Regions from separate parts of the Mus musculus genome. Here region 1 is linked to region 2. A link is a contact called in public targeted proximity ligation data. All regions are on one chromosome and are shown on one strand. The core of a region is the stretch at or near the end of the contact, and the rest is flanking DNA. Distances in the headings are between cores, read along the strand shown.

What was found.
Region 1: a contact with region 2 is called in a targeted proximity ligation map of neural stem cells, with 5 read pairs. A contact is called at or near these places in 1 of 39 promoter capture datasets (macrophages), 3 of 484 Hi-C or Micro-C datasets (embryonic stem cells and muscle stem cells), 8 of 130 datasets of targeted methods (the NIH/3T3 cell line, bone marrow-derived macrophages, embryonic fibroblasts and 4 more) and 4 of 9 other capture datasets (adipose tissue, liver, macrophages and 1 more).

The regions. Positions count from the first base shown.
Region 1 is chr19:5,799,021-5,806,294 of GRCm38.p6, forward strand. Malat1 (metastasis associated lung adenocarcinoma transcript 1 (non-coding RNA)) reads right to left here and starts at 3,652. Exons shown (of 1, transcript NR_002847.3): 1 at 1-3,652.
Region 2 is chr19:5,736,838-5,743,892 of GRCm38.p6, forward strand. It overlaps Ltbp3 (latent transforming growth factor beta binding protein 3), which reads left to right and starts at 4,063. Exons shown (of 28, transcript NM_008520.3): 1 at 4,063-4,148; 2 at 4,498-5,725. The coding sequence starts at 5,404.

The sequences.
Region 1 (7,274 bases), core at 2,402-4,901, 62 kb after region 2:
TCTGCTTTTGTAAAAGCAGTTTTGAGATGAACATTTGATCTTCACTGTTTTTCATCAATTCTTTACTTTTGTGGATAAAGCTTGGTAGATAAGCCATAACTTTTAAAGGTATTGCCATAACTTTATACTGGTTGCTTTCATTTGCTTAAATTTTTGCATATGCAGCTTTTCATCAGTAGGAACAATCTCTGGCTCATGCTCATTCCCCATGGAGACATGACATTATTTTTTCTGCCTTTACTTATCACTCATTCACCAAGGAGCTGCTCCCTCTGCATCTACGTCATCACACTGCCAGGCTGGTTATGACTCAGATGGTGTTATCTGAAAAAGGTCTACAGAAAAAAAAAGGTTTCCCCTCCCTCATCAACAAAAGCCCACCCTCTAAAAGACATTCAGGCTGAATTATCATAATTCTTAAATTATAAGTTACAAATAAACACAAGTATACAATGCACAAGAAGAAAAAAAGCATACCTTTACATCTTGTTTAGTCACAAGGAAAATCATTTCTCCTACACTAGGAAAAAGACTTGCTTATACAAAACTGAGATAGTATCTCTTACTTGATAATATAAAAGCTATCACCAGAAGAAATTCCTTCAGGGTCATTAAAGCCACTTCCTTTGTTCCTATAGTAGTTATTAAGATACATTAAGTCACCTGAAAAAAATTTCAAAAGAGAACCACACACTACAATCTATATTCATCCAACAGCTTCAGAAGAGTCCCCACTGTAGCATCACATCATCCCAGTGGACCAGACCAACCCCCAAGCCCTACGCTTTCGAGGGACCGGCAGAGGAACCAACCTTCCTTAGCTGCCCGCCTCAAAAAAAGAAAAAGGAAAAAAGAAGCAAAAACTGGATTGGGAGTTACTTGCCAACTTGAAAGCTGAGATTTCCTGTTTTTCCAAATATTTAAGTTCTCTGGTATGATTATCTGAAATCATAAACTAAACAATTACCTAACACCCCCACCCACCCAAACACAAGGCCACAGCCAACTAAGTTTTACCCCTCCCCTTTAATGAAATATTTTAAATCACGGTGCTGTAAAACTTAACTTCAACCTCTGGCCTAGCCAAGCTCCTGAGGTTCTCCTGAGGTGACTGTGAACCAAAGCCGCACTGTGCTGACTTCAGCGGCAACTGGGAAAACTCTTCCAAGGACAAAAGGCAGCTCCAGTCCCTGAAGGTGTCGTGCCAACAGCATAGCAGTACACGCCTTCTCTAACCCAGTGTGTCAACACAACTATAGCATCTGTGGAAAATCTTAGAAAAAAAACGTTTCCCCCACCCACTCCTCCCTGTTAAGACCACTCCCAAATATTTCAAGTAAAAGTGTTTAGGATTTTACAAATCTCATTAAGGGAGGGGGAAAGAGTAAACTACCAGCAATTCCGCCATGGCCAGCTCCTCCACACTCAGTGTGAAAGCTAGCATCCATCCTCTACTTCCTACAAACTGTAAACCTGGCGAGCTCTGCTTATCCTGAGAGTGGATTTCCTTTTTTCTGGTTCCCTTGAGTCATCTGCCTTTAGGATTCTAGACAGACCTAAGGGGAAAAGAACTCAAAATATATTTTGCCCCCATTCCCCCAAAAGCACTTTGCCCAATTACCTCCCCTACACAGGAGTGAGGCTTGTGGTAGGTCATCTGTTCAAACTACAACGTCTTACAAAACTGGGAGGTTGTGCTGGCTCTACCATTCATTCCCCTCTGAGCGGTTAAAGACAACTTGCCATCTACCATTCTTCTTTCTGGGCCTTGGCAGTCAGCCCTCAAAAGCTTCTGACAAGATGCAAGAGGACATAACCCTGAAAAAGAAAAACCTACAACACCCGCAAAGGCCTACATACAGCCCCAGATATATCTCTTTACACAGAAGCCTACAACTCCCCCATAACTATTAAGACAAAGTAAACAAGTTACCATCCAAGTTACAGAAAACCACCACCATGTTGCCGACCTCAAGGAATGTTACCGCACCGCATGCTCTCCCTGCAGCCTTTCTTGCACACTGGCATGCTGGTCTAGGAGCCGCTATCTATCCTCTCCACAATGCCTGCTCGCCTCCTCCGCGCAGTTGACAAGCCAAGCCGCCAGCTAGCTTCATCACCAACTCGCTCTCGCTCCACCATCCTGGAACCCTTTCCCAGCTTCACCACCACATCCGTATGGCTCCTTCTTCCTAGCTTCCTCCACCGAACCGCACTCTTTCCTGGGCTATCTTCACCATGCACTGCTGCTGCTGGCTCCTCAGTCCTTCCTAGCTTCACCAAACTGGCTTCGGGACTCCTGTCTGCCGCTCCTGTCTTCCTAGTTCACTGAATGCACTTCTGTGTAGACCTGGGTCAGCTGCCAATGCTAGTCGTTAGGATTTTAAAAGCACCTCAGCTCAAGTCCAATGCAAAATGCTGACAATCTTGAAACTGTTATCAAAAGTCCTTTTGTCATCAAGCAAAATTAAGCTACAAGTTAAGGCTTTTAATATTCTTCTAACTCTTCAAAGGCATTCTGCCTTAACTTTTTACTTCAGTCCTAGTAGCTTTGATTGCTAGCTTCAATCTTGTATGTGGCTGTCTAAAGACTCTTCTAAACTGCTCGCTCCATCAGAAATTTGAACTTATGGCTTTAAAGATAATTTCCTTCTGACTTTATATCTTATCCAACCTTTTGGCCTCAATCTTATCTTCTTTGCCTATCTTGAATGCTGGCATCCAAAGTTGTCTTAACTTCCATTTTGTTTTTCTATCTTGCTTCTTTCTATCTTCTATTCTTCGGCTTCCTACTACCTGTGCCTTTAAGTACCTTTTCTGTCTTCTAAAGATGCTTTGTCTTCTATTTTCCTATCTTCTCTAACAGCTTTTTCTTCACCTTCCTGTATGTCTTCTTCGTCTTTCACTTCCATTTTCTAATCTTCTTTCTCCAAATACTAGCCTAACCTTTTTGTTTTTTCAAGACAGGGTTTCTCTGTGTAGCCCTGGCTGTCCTGGAACTCACTCTGTAGACCAGGCTGGCCTCGAACTCAGAAATCCGCCTGCCTCTGCCTCCCAAGTGCTAGGATTAAAGGCGTGCGCCACCATCGCCCGGCTAGCCTAACACTTCCATCTTCCCTGTTTCCAACTCATGCCTTCAAACGTACATGCGCCAGTCGAAGGATTTTTATAACGGCCGTCAACTTAACCTACTTTTCTCAATCTTTTAAAACTACACCTCATTTTCAAACTATTCTCTACAACTTTACTGTTTTAAATGCCACTTAGATTCTATTTAGGTAACCTTCGTTTTAATCTACAAGGCCGACCTTCAAACTAGAACCTTTTAGAACTTCACAAAACCTCCCTTTACAATCTCCTAAACTGCTCTGGTCAGCCTCCATTATACAGTACAAATACTTTTCTCCTCATTTCCTTTTTCAAACTGTTTAAATAAGCCTTCATGTTATCTCTTAAGATCTTCTTAGATTATTAAGACTAAGTAATATTTCGATAAGCTACTCTATTAGCTTAAGTTTAGAGTTCTAATTCTTTTTACTGCTCAATCTTTTTAATTAAAAACTTATCTGCGATTTCCTCGGGCTGAGTCTCCTGCCTCACGAGCTCAGCTGTGCTGCTCTACGCTGCTCTGCTCTCGCTGCCTGAATGCCTGACGCAGAGCCCGGAGCGCCGGTATTTATTGCAAAGGGACACGTCACTCCACCGGAACCTAGTAACCCTCCACCACCTTGGTGAAGGAAGAAAAATAGTTCCTCAGAGAGTTAAAAATAGATCCTGACTTCCAAGTTTCTAGATTTTTCTTGACGTCGTGTGGGCCTCTTGGACCTTGCTAATACAGAGAAATGTTTAGCTTGTACCAGCTAAATAGGTACAAATAGGTTTAAAATTTCTGGTCACAAGGAGAAAAAACATGAACTAATAGCTATTAAAAATGGGAGCCCCAAGTTTTTCAGATGTTTCAACACCTTTTGCGTTTTCCTGGGAGGACAGAGGGTATAGCGTATGTTGCAAGTGTTAAAACAGGCTTTCCCACAGCTTCAGCTTCCACTTCCCATTTTGTAACTCCCCGAGCGGCTGCCATTTCATGCGAAACAAGATGGAGGTCTCTCGGAAAGTGACCGGCCCTGCGAGTGGCTTCTGAGGTGGTGACACTTTGTACTGGTTTATACTGGGAATGCTCCTGTAGGGACGACCTGCAGCCTCCGGCTGCTCTCGGGGCCACTTTTCCGAGCCCGGGTACACGAGCGCTTTGGTGCTTGCCTACGTCCGCCATGTTAGGCTGCGGTCTCAGCCCAGCAAGGCCATGGTCGCTGCAGGTGAGGGCACGGCGACCTTGGCGGCCATGCCGAGCACCACCCGCACTGCGCTAATAACCGTCAGAGCCCGGCCCGTGGCGGCAAGGTCCCCAGGTCTATCTCATCGCTTCCTAAAACTACGACGGAGGGGAAAGGATGTTTTTCTCTTTCTCCCAGGACCATGGAGAAAGCGTCACTGGGCGCAGAAAGCGGGGGCCGCGCCAGGGAGGGCGGGGAGGACCGCGGAACCCGTCGCGAGGACAAAGGGGGTGGGGAGAGGCGCAAGGATACGCGGGTCGTGAGTCGCCGCCTCCCTTTGTGAGCTGCTGAATCGAGGGCTGGCAGCCGGCCGGGTTCGACCGGTTCTAACCGGTTCCAGCCGGTCTAGGCAAAGTTTCTGCTGCAGAGCCTCGCTGCGCAGGCGCGCCCCGCCCCGCCCCCAAGCGCCTTCACCACGGTGCTGGAATGACTGGTGTGGGAGCAGGGCGGCTGCGGGGGGCTGTGCTGCAGTTTCCTGGTCGCCCCTTATTGCGGCCTACTGGGCCCACGGACATGGCTTTTTTGGTCTCTATGTCATCCATTAAGTGTTAAGACACATACTTTGCTCGTACGTTTACTTTATACTCTAGAATTTTCAAAGGGAAGCGAGTCTCGGGTTGATCCCGTAAACTGGAGGCTGCCTGGATTTTTAGAAAAGCTGCTGGAGTCGTGGGAAACAGCGCCCCGGGGCGCATTGAGATCCAGAGCTCGCGATCGCACACGGCCTGGCGGCACCGTCCTGCTCCCCACCTCTACGTTCTAGGACCTGTGAATAGGGAGGTTTGGGCAGAGGCTTTCCCAGGGTAGACAGAACTTAATGACCATACAGGCTGATAGTCACTAAGGACATAAAATTACATGAATATTCTATTATAAAACTAAAGGAGAGAGGCACCCTTAGACTGAGGTGGGGCTCTAGCAAAGCTGGAGGTCCAGTGTTAGACCATTGCCTCCCTTCCCATCCCAATGGCCAGTTTAAGCTTTTTCTTTCTTCCTTATTTATTTTTCCTGAGACAGGGTTTCTGGACCAGGCTGGCCTCAAACTCAGGTCCTTACACAAGTGCTGGATTAAAGCTGTGTGTACCAAGCCTGGGGCTTGTTTAAGCAGCTTTCAGGTGACCCTTGCAAAACTGCCCTACTTTTCTCTTTTTCTGTCTGTAAGAAGCCCTAAAGAATGGAATGTTACTGAGTGCAAACGGTTCCTCTCTAGAGGCACACTTGATGGATGCTTTGGGCCTGGAAATTTTTTAGAATTTTAGTTCTGAAAGGACAAAAACTTGAGTCACCTAAATTATGGGCGGTGATCTGAGTGTCGGGCATCTGTGATTCATCTATAATTAGGCAAAGTTAACTAGCAGAAGGTGTTCTTCATCGTTCCTCTTAACCTACCCACCTCCCTCTCCTCCCCCGACCTTCTGTTTCTGCTTTGCTTCTGCTGGGGGGAGGGTCTAAGACCGTTCTGGAGGCCAGGGAAATGAAACCAATCTTTAAAATGGTAGGGCTGGATCTCTGCAAGTTCGGGGCCGGCTGTTCTACATAGAGGGTTCCAGGTGAGCCAAGACAGATAGGAGACCCCACGCTTTGTTGTTGTTTCTTTAAAAAATAAAATAAAAATAAAGTCACCAGGCAGTGGTGGCACACTTGGGAGGCAGGGGCAGGCAGATTTCTGAGTTCAAGGCCAGCCTGGTCTACAGAGTGAGTTCCAGGACAGCCAGAGATACACAGAGAAACCCTGTCTGGAATTAAAAAAAATGATAAAGTGTATAGGGTGACATGTTTTGAGACAGAGTCTCACTGCCATATTGTCCTAAAACTGTATCCCTGGCTGGCCTGGAAACTCAGATCTGTCAGGATCTACCTTCTGAGTGCTGGGATTAAAGGCGGGGCTCACTTCTGGCATAAACTATGGAGATTTGTTTTGTTGTTGTTGTTGTTGTTGTTTTAGAAACCCTGCAGATAAGGGAAACTAGGCAAGCCTTTCCCCCTTCCTTCCCTCGCCCCCTAAAGTGCTTGTCTGTAAGTCCATCTTCTTGATTCCTTCACACATCATACAAACTTTTCCTTGCTTTTGGAATGGCTGTGCGGCACTGGGCAACTCCCAGGGTTTGGAGAGAGAAACAGGCAGCAGGGTCACTCCAGAAACTACCAAAAGACATGGTTTATGAAGGCAGCAAGGGAGTTCCCAGTGAACGCCACGGGAATATTTCTAGAGAACATTCTGGATTACCTTTTCTTATTGCTAGGGCCCAAATGCCCACTGTCTTCCCCCTTCTTAACTTTTATTTTACTTCACAAACAGGCTTTGGTAATTTCCAAACCACTCTGATTCTCATCCTCTTTTGTTTCGTGGGTCTTTTCCAAAGTTAAAAGATTGAACTCGGCCAGGCGTGGTGGCGCACGCCTTTAATCCCAGCACTCGGGAGGCAGAGGCAGGCGGATTTCTGAGTTCGAGGCCAGCCTGGTCTACAGAGTGAGTTCCAGGACAGCCAGGGCTACACAGAGAAACCCTGTCTCAGAAAACCAAAAAAAAAAAAAAAAAAAAAAAAGATTGAACTCAAGACCTCAAGCTTGCTAGGTAGACAACCTACCTCTGAGCTGCATGCCTAACTGTCTTTTACTTTGTATAGAAGGGTCTCACTGTGCAGTCCTGGCTGGCTCAGGCTACCACCAACACAAAAAAGAGAAACAGCCATTTAAGCCAGTCACCTGCCCTGCTGCTCCTCTCAAAGGAACCCAGTCAAAACCAGAAGAAGCTCTGAGTGCCTGTTTCTGGCATGCACATCACTGACAAACATCCCTGTGACCTTGGGCAGGAACCCAATAACTTACTTATGAGTGGTAATTTCCTAATGTGCAGGAAGAGAGGATGAGAGCCGGCTGGAAGAAGCTGATTCTGTAAACAAAGGGGTGGGGCAAGAACATGGAGGATTTTAGACTTCC
Region 2 (7,055 bases), core at 2,813-5,312:
ACAAGTGCCCTGCTCGAGGAATTGAGCAATGCACACATTCTCTGAATCTGGATTCTGTTCTTTTCTGTCTTGCTGACCTACTCACCTACCTTCAGGACGTCACTGCTCATCCTAGGAGCATGCAGAGCCTTACCATCAGGCAGGCAGGCTGTGTGTGCATTGGTCCAGGTTGGTCCCTGCAGCTAACTCACTAGGGAACCTGCATCAAATTGTTTCATTTCTCAGAGCTTTGGATTCCCCTGTGCAATGTCACCTAATGGATGAAATGACATAACCATGTAAACATTGTAAGTGACAGATATTCTTATCACTCTTGATGGAATCATTAACAAATGGCAGCACTCCTGATTGCCTACCATTGCTCTGGGATCTGGAGATAAAACTGCACCTTCTTGAGAGCGTAGTGAGACGTACAATAAACATGTGAACAGAGCAGGTTTCCGGGCTGGGGGTGGAACTCTCCTAGCAGCGCTGCACAAGCCTGGTGTGCAAGCCCAGCACTGTGGAGGTGGAGGTAGGAGAGACGCCATCCTCAGCTACACCTAGAGCTTGAGGCCAGAGATTCTGTCTAAAAAAGGGGGTAGCTGGAAGGTGGTGGCACACACCTTTAGTTCCCGCACTCAGGAGGCAGATGCGGGCAGACCTCGGAGTTCAAGGACAGCCAAAACTACCCAAAGAACCCCTATCTCAAAAAATAAGAGAGTGGGGAAAACAGCACTTGCTTCTCTTGCAGATGACCCAGGTTCGATTCCCAGCAGCCACCCAGTAGCTCACAACCATCTGTGGTAACAGGGGTACAGGAGATCCTGTGATCTCGTCTGGCCTCTGAAAGGACCAGCTGTGCACATAGTGCACACACAACCTGCACACACAACCTGCACACACAACCTGCACACACAACCTGCACACACAACCTGCACACACAAAATAAATATGCCAAAGCAGGAAGATCTGCGCCTTTAATCAGAGCCTTGGAAGGCAGAGGCAGGTGGAGCTCTGTGAGTTCATGACCAGCCAGGACTACATAATGAGACTCTGTCTCAAAATAAATTGTTTGTTTGTTTGTTTGTTTTGAGACATGATTTCTGGTGTAATAGCCTTGGCTTTCTTGGAGCTCACTCTGTAAACCAAGCTGGCCTCAAACTCACAGAGATCCACCTGCCTTTGCCTCCTGAGTGCTGGGATTGAATGCATGTACCATAATGCCCAGCTCTCAAAATAATTACTTAAATTATTTTGAGGAATTATTATTTAAATAAAATTATTTTAAATAAAATTATTATTTAAATAATATTTTAAATAAAATTATTTAAATAAAAATATTTTATGTGTATTAGTGTTTTATCTGCAAGTATGTCTGTGCACCACATGCATGCAGTGCCCAGTGAGGCCAGAAATGGACATCTGATCTCTTGGGACTGAAGTTAAAGATACTTGTGAGCTGCGATGTGGGTGCTGGGAATTGAACCAGGGTCTCTTAACTTCTGAGCCATGTCTCCGGTCCCTGAAAGAAGTCTGTCTTTCTTTCTTTCTTTCTTTCTTTCTTTCTTTCTTTCTTTCTTTCTTTCTTTCTTTCTTTCTTTCTTTTTCCCCCTTTGGTTTTTTCGAGACAGGGTTTCTCTGAATAGCCCTTGCTGTCCTGGAACTCACTCTGTAGACCAGGCTGGCCTCCAACTCAGAAATCTGCCTGCCTCTGCCTCCCGAGTGCTGGGATTAAAAGGGTGCACCACCACGCCCAGCAAAAGAAGTATTTCTAAACAAAAATAAAAATCTGAAGTTGATCTCTGGTCTCCACTAGCAAGTGAATACACACAAACCCCCCACATGTGCACAAGTCCCCCTCCCATATACAGAACTACACAGACATATACACACAAAATAAATAAAAGACAGCTCTGACAGCACACACCAGGGGAGGGACGACAGCTGGGGAAGACCTGCCTTAATGGTCTGGAATGGCCATGGTCTCCTTGGCCTTACAGAATTGTCTTCTACAAAGATGGCGGCTATGGATGGCTGTCAAGAAGGCTGGAAAAGGCAGTAGAGCATGGTGGCCGAGTGTGCTCAGCTGCCTCAGTTTACCCTGCAGATCTGCTCCACTTCCCTGCAGTATATTAGGTGGTCATACTACTGCACTGCCAGGACCAGCAAAATTGGAAACAAGAGGAGATTAGAGATAGCATCTATTGCTTGGGCTCCTTTCTGACAAACTGCAAGGAGGGACTCAGGGGTCTGTTGAGGGCCCACAGTTGTCTGAGGTCCGTCCCCCGCCCCCCCCCCCCCCCCCGCCCTGCAGCTTCAGGTCCAGGGTTCTCTTCAGTTAGCCTGGGCATATAAAGGCTTTTCTCATAGTCTCCTCAATGGTGATGAGTAAGGTCTTCCCTCCGATATTAGTCTGTGAGTACAGCAGGAGGGGGTGTCTTTCCTAGACAGTCTCTCCACCCTGCTTAACTCACCAGCCTGAAGGGTACCAGCCACTCCTTGCTGAGGCCCTGAGAGCCTAAGGAGTCTACCAAAGATCACATCTGTGGACAGTCACTGCCAGACGATCTAAGCTGGACTCATTGCTCCTTCCTGACCCTGAGTCCCTGCAGCAGCCCAAGACAAGGGTTGTCTCCACTCCCACTCACAGCAACACATGCTGCTGGTCATATACTCCTTCTAGAATGTTCCTTTTGGCTTTTCCACATCAAGTTCCTTTCATGTCACTCTGACGCCCCTACTGGGTCTCTGGGATAACTATCTCTCCTCCCTGGTGCACAAGAATGGCAGCTTGCCTGTTTCTGTGGGCCCTTCTCGTGAACTACTGAGTCACCTTTCCCACAGAGTAACATTCCCTGTGTGCTCAGGAATGAGCCTATGTTCCAGTCTGTCATGGGCTCAGGTGTCTCTGCTCAGAAGACTTGAAAGGGACCTCCATAGTGTCCCTCTCCTGTCTTTTTCTCTCACCTGCCAGGGGATGAAGCCAAACCCTGAGACCACATCACCTGCTTCTCTGTATCATTTACTTCACAATGGCGCGACTTTCCACAGTCCCAAATCAAACAGCCACATCCTTCCAAGAGGTGTGCGGTGGGCAGATCCTCATCGGCCCTGATACAGTGCCCGCTGATCCAAATTCCTCACAGTGACTTACATACCCACTCAGACCACAGCTGCACTGCCCTCTGCCCTTCCCACCGTGTTGCTCGCCTGGCTTTTCCTCTGACTTGGAAAGGACAGCGGTTTTTTTTTTTTTTTTGGTTTGGAAGTTTGTTTGTTTGTTTGTTTTCTCACTCTTGACTCTGCAAGACTCATTGCAGTCCTTTTCACCTTTCTCGGCTTCCCAGCATGCCCCAAGGCTCCCCTCATTACTTCCCTTCACTATGGAAAAGCGTGTTTGAAGGAAGCTGTCCCAGACCCCCACAGCCCACCACTCCTTTTGTTTCACAGTTGGGTGACTAGATCTCATTCCATGGGCAAGAATTCCAAGGCTTGGAGAGCACGAGATTCCAAGCCTGGACTGTTTGACAGCGCCTTGTTCCAAGGTGAGCCTCTGCCTACTCTGCACAGGGGAGGGTCAGGTTTACACCAGTTCAAAGGAAAAAATGAATGTAAGAGCGCTCAGCACCACTCCTGCCAGGTGGAAAGTATTCAGTGTTACTGTTGCAACAGTGTTACTAGAGCAGGGGGAGGGGTCCCCCCTCCCAAGTCCTCCTAGATTCTAGCAGCAAGGAATCCTCTTGGGACACAGAGGTCACCCCCTGCCAGCATTGCAGCAGTAGGCTGTACTGAGCAGCGCCTGAGCTACTGAGCAATTCAAGCAGAACTCATCAAATGGCCTCCCTCAGTCCCTCCGAAGCTACCCAAATAAACTCAGCCTTAAAGTAAAAAAAAAAAAAAAACCAAAAAACAAAAAAAACCACCATTAGCTCTTTGGAAAGGTGTGCCTAAAGCCGAGCCCAACCCCCTCTTCCCATCAGATTACCACCCCCTGATTCCCCTGGAGAGGGCCTGGCATGAACCAGACTTGGCATGGTTCTGACCCTGGTCACCCTTAGCCCTACTAAGTTCTTTTGAGTCAGACACTGGATCCTGGGGCTTCCTAGCACGTTCTCACAGTATTGTCCAGATCCGGGACACCACAGCCTCCCCTTTCAGACCAGTGAGTAAGTCTAGCTCTTCTACAGCCTTGAGCAAATTCAAGACCCTTCCCCACCCCCCTGTCAACCCCTGCCCCAGGGCCCTGCTGGGCTTCTCCCCAGCCCCCTGAGCACTCAAGTAGCACTCCCTTCTCCGGCTGTTAGCCTGGGAAGGGGGCCAGGCCCTGAGCTCAGACCTTGGCGATTCCAGAGTGTCTGAGGCCCAGAGCCAGCGCCGCCAGCCAGGCCAGACGAGGGGAAGGGGGGAGGTGGCAGGGTGGGCACCAGGAAGCCCTCTAAGGAGCGGGGGGGGGGGGGGGAACATTGGCAGGGAAGCCAGGTTTCTAGCTTTGTTCTTTCTGCTCTTCTTCTTGAGGCCACAGGGTTCTCCCCGGCCAGTAAACCCTGGCCAGAAGGTGCTCTCTCCTGCTTAAATCCTTTCCTTCGAGAGAAGACAGGACCAGGAATAAGGACCCATGACTTCAGGGCTTCGAGAACCCCTACATGTACAAAGGCCAATGGGCAAAAGTTAACAGACCTCTGATCCTCCAAGCAAGGACCATCTGCCTCGGTTTCCCCATTTTGACCAGGTGGAAAAGTAGTTGGGCGGGGGAGGTGTGCACAGGCCTCTGCACCCCGCCCGGAGGAATCTGGCGGAGTCCCCAGGTGAGGATTCTTCTGGAAAGAACCCAGGTCGGTTCCTGCGCGGGGCGGGCACCTAGGGGGCTGCCCCCACTCCAACCGGCGCCCTCCCTGCCGCACATCGTCGCTTCTCCGGGCAGCAGCGAAAGACGCTTGAACCAGAAGGAAAAAGAGAGAGGAGAAAAAAAAATTGTCTCCCTGGCCCCGGGCCAGCGTCCCAGCCCCCCTCGCCGCCGGCGCGCTCCAGCCAGGGAAAACAACTGCTCACTTCTCCCTGCGTCCTCCCCGCGCGCTCCCTGCTTCCCGGCGGCCGCGGGAGAGGAGCCCGGCCAGGGGGAGGCGCGGAGCGGGCTGGCCGCCCGGCCTTCCTCTCCCCTCGCTCCTCCTCTCCGCCTCCACTTGCTCCGGCCTCCTCGCTGCGGCCTCAGTTCGGGGCCTGGCTGGGTTTCTCCCGGCCAGGGAAGTTTCTTCGCTCTACCCTCAGTGCAGCTTCCATCGCTCTCCCTCGCAACGGGGATCCCGGCCGCTCCTGCTGTCCCCTCCCTACCCTTGGCTTCTCGCCCCGCTCTGCCCTCTGCTACCAACACTCGATCCCCTGCTCGGGCTCGACCTCCAATCTCCGAGGGTCGTGCGGCCCCGGATGCCCGGGCCCCGAGGGGCTGCCCACGGCCTGGCCCCTGCGATGCGCCAGGCCGGGGCATTGGGGCTGCTGGCACTACTCCTGCTGGCGCTGCTGGGCCCCGGCGGCGGGGCCGAGGGTGGGCCGGCCGGCGAGCGGGGCACAGGCGGGGGCGGGGCGCTGGCCCGCGAACGCTTCAAGGTGGTCTTTGCGCCAGTGATCTGCAAGCGGACCTGTCTGAAGGGCCAGTGTCGGGACAGCTGTCAGCAGGGCTCCAACATGACGCTCATCGGAGAGAACGGCCACAGCACCGACACGCTCACCGGTTCTGGCTTCCGCGTGGGTGAGGGCCAGGGGGCTCTGGCTGGGGACATAAGGAAGGGCAGGCAACAGCACCAGGCAGGAAACAGAGTGGAGCATTGGGGATAAGAGATGGGGAGCTGGGATACATCGATCGCGGATCTGGGGCCAGGGCTCTGAGAGGCTGCGGTCCATGGAAGACAGAGTGAGGTGCTGGGCTTTTAAGTATTGGATAAGGGTTGAGGCTTAAGCTCGGGTCTCGGATGACACAGAACTCCTGGGAGGTGCTCAGTTTGAAGAGGGAGCGTACAAGGGGTTGGAGAGATGAGAGCAAGGGTAGGAATTCACGCAGAAGGGGGTAAATATTTCACCCCCCAAACAGAAATCTTTCAACTGTCTCAAGTTTGGCCTGGTGGAAGGAGACACCTGTGTTCTCAGGAAGGCGGAGCTAGGATCAGGACTGGAATGAGGGACTTAGCTCTTGGCAAAATCTGAGGGGAAAAGGCTTTGAGGCCTAAGAAGTAGGGTACTAAATAATGGCACTGACCTGATGGGGGGAGAGAGAGGTGTCATTTGGGGTCCTCAAACAGCTAGTCTGTTACCTATATAACTCATCCGTTCCTATATAACTCATCCGTTCCTATATAACTCATCTGAAAGACCCTCAGAGCTGCCTCCACTCCAAGTCTGAGGGCCTCCTGGTCAACCTAGAGCCCACCTCTTCCTTTAGCCTCTCTCTAAAGAGAAGGCCTGGTGCTCAAGACTCCTCCCCTGGGGCCCTGTGGGCTAGGCTGGGGGGAGGTGTCCCAGTGGTAATTACCCTCCTGGACAGGGTAATTAGGCCGTGCCCAGGATGGTACCAGGAAAACAGCCCCTCTCACACATTCTTATGTTCACTCACAGCTTCGGACTCAAGGAGTCCCACTGTGTGCTTCCCAGTTCTCATGAGGACTCTGTGTGTGTGTGTGTGTGTGTGTGTGTGTGTGTGTGTATGTGTATGCACACATGTGTATACACACGCACAGGCTTTGGCATGGCACGATGTGATCACTTCGTGTTCTGTGTGTCTACAGTCACTGTCTGGGAGTGTTTACACAATGAGCCCGTAGTATTTGTGTCAGAAGGAGTCTGTGTAGGACAGGATGACTGTGCATGTGAGCGTATGCATGCCCAGCCTCTCGGGCCCCCTGCAGGGCCATCCTGTGCAGGCTGCCGTCTCTGTCTATGCTGCCCACATCCCCCAGGCTCAGTGCCCGGGCCACAGTGGGAGGATGTCACTGAGAGGTCACACTCTCACCACCATGGGTGACTCACTGGAAAGCAGGAAGAAGAGGATTCTGCCCCCTCTGGCCCAGGACACACCTCTGTTGCCC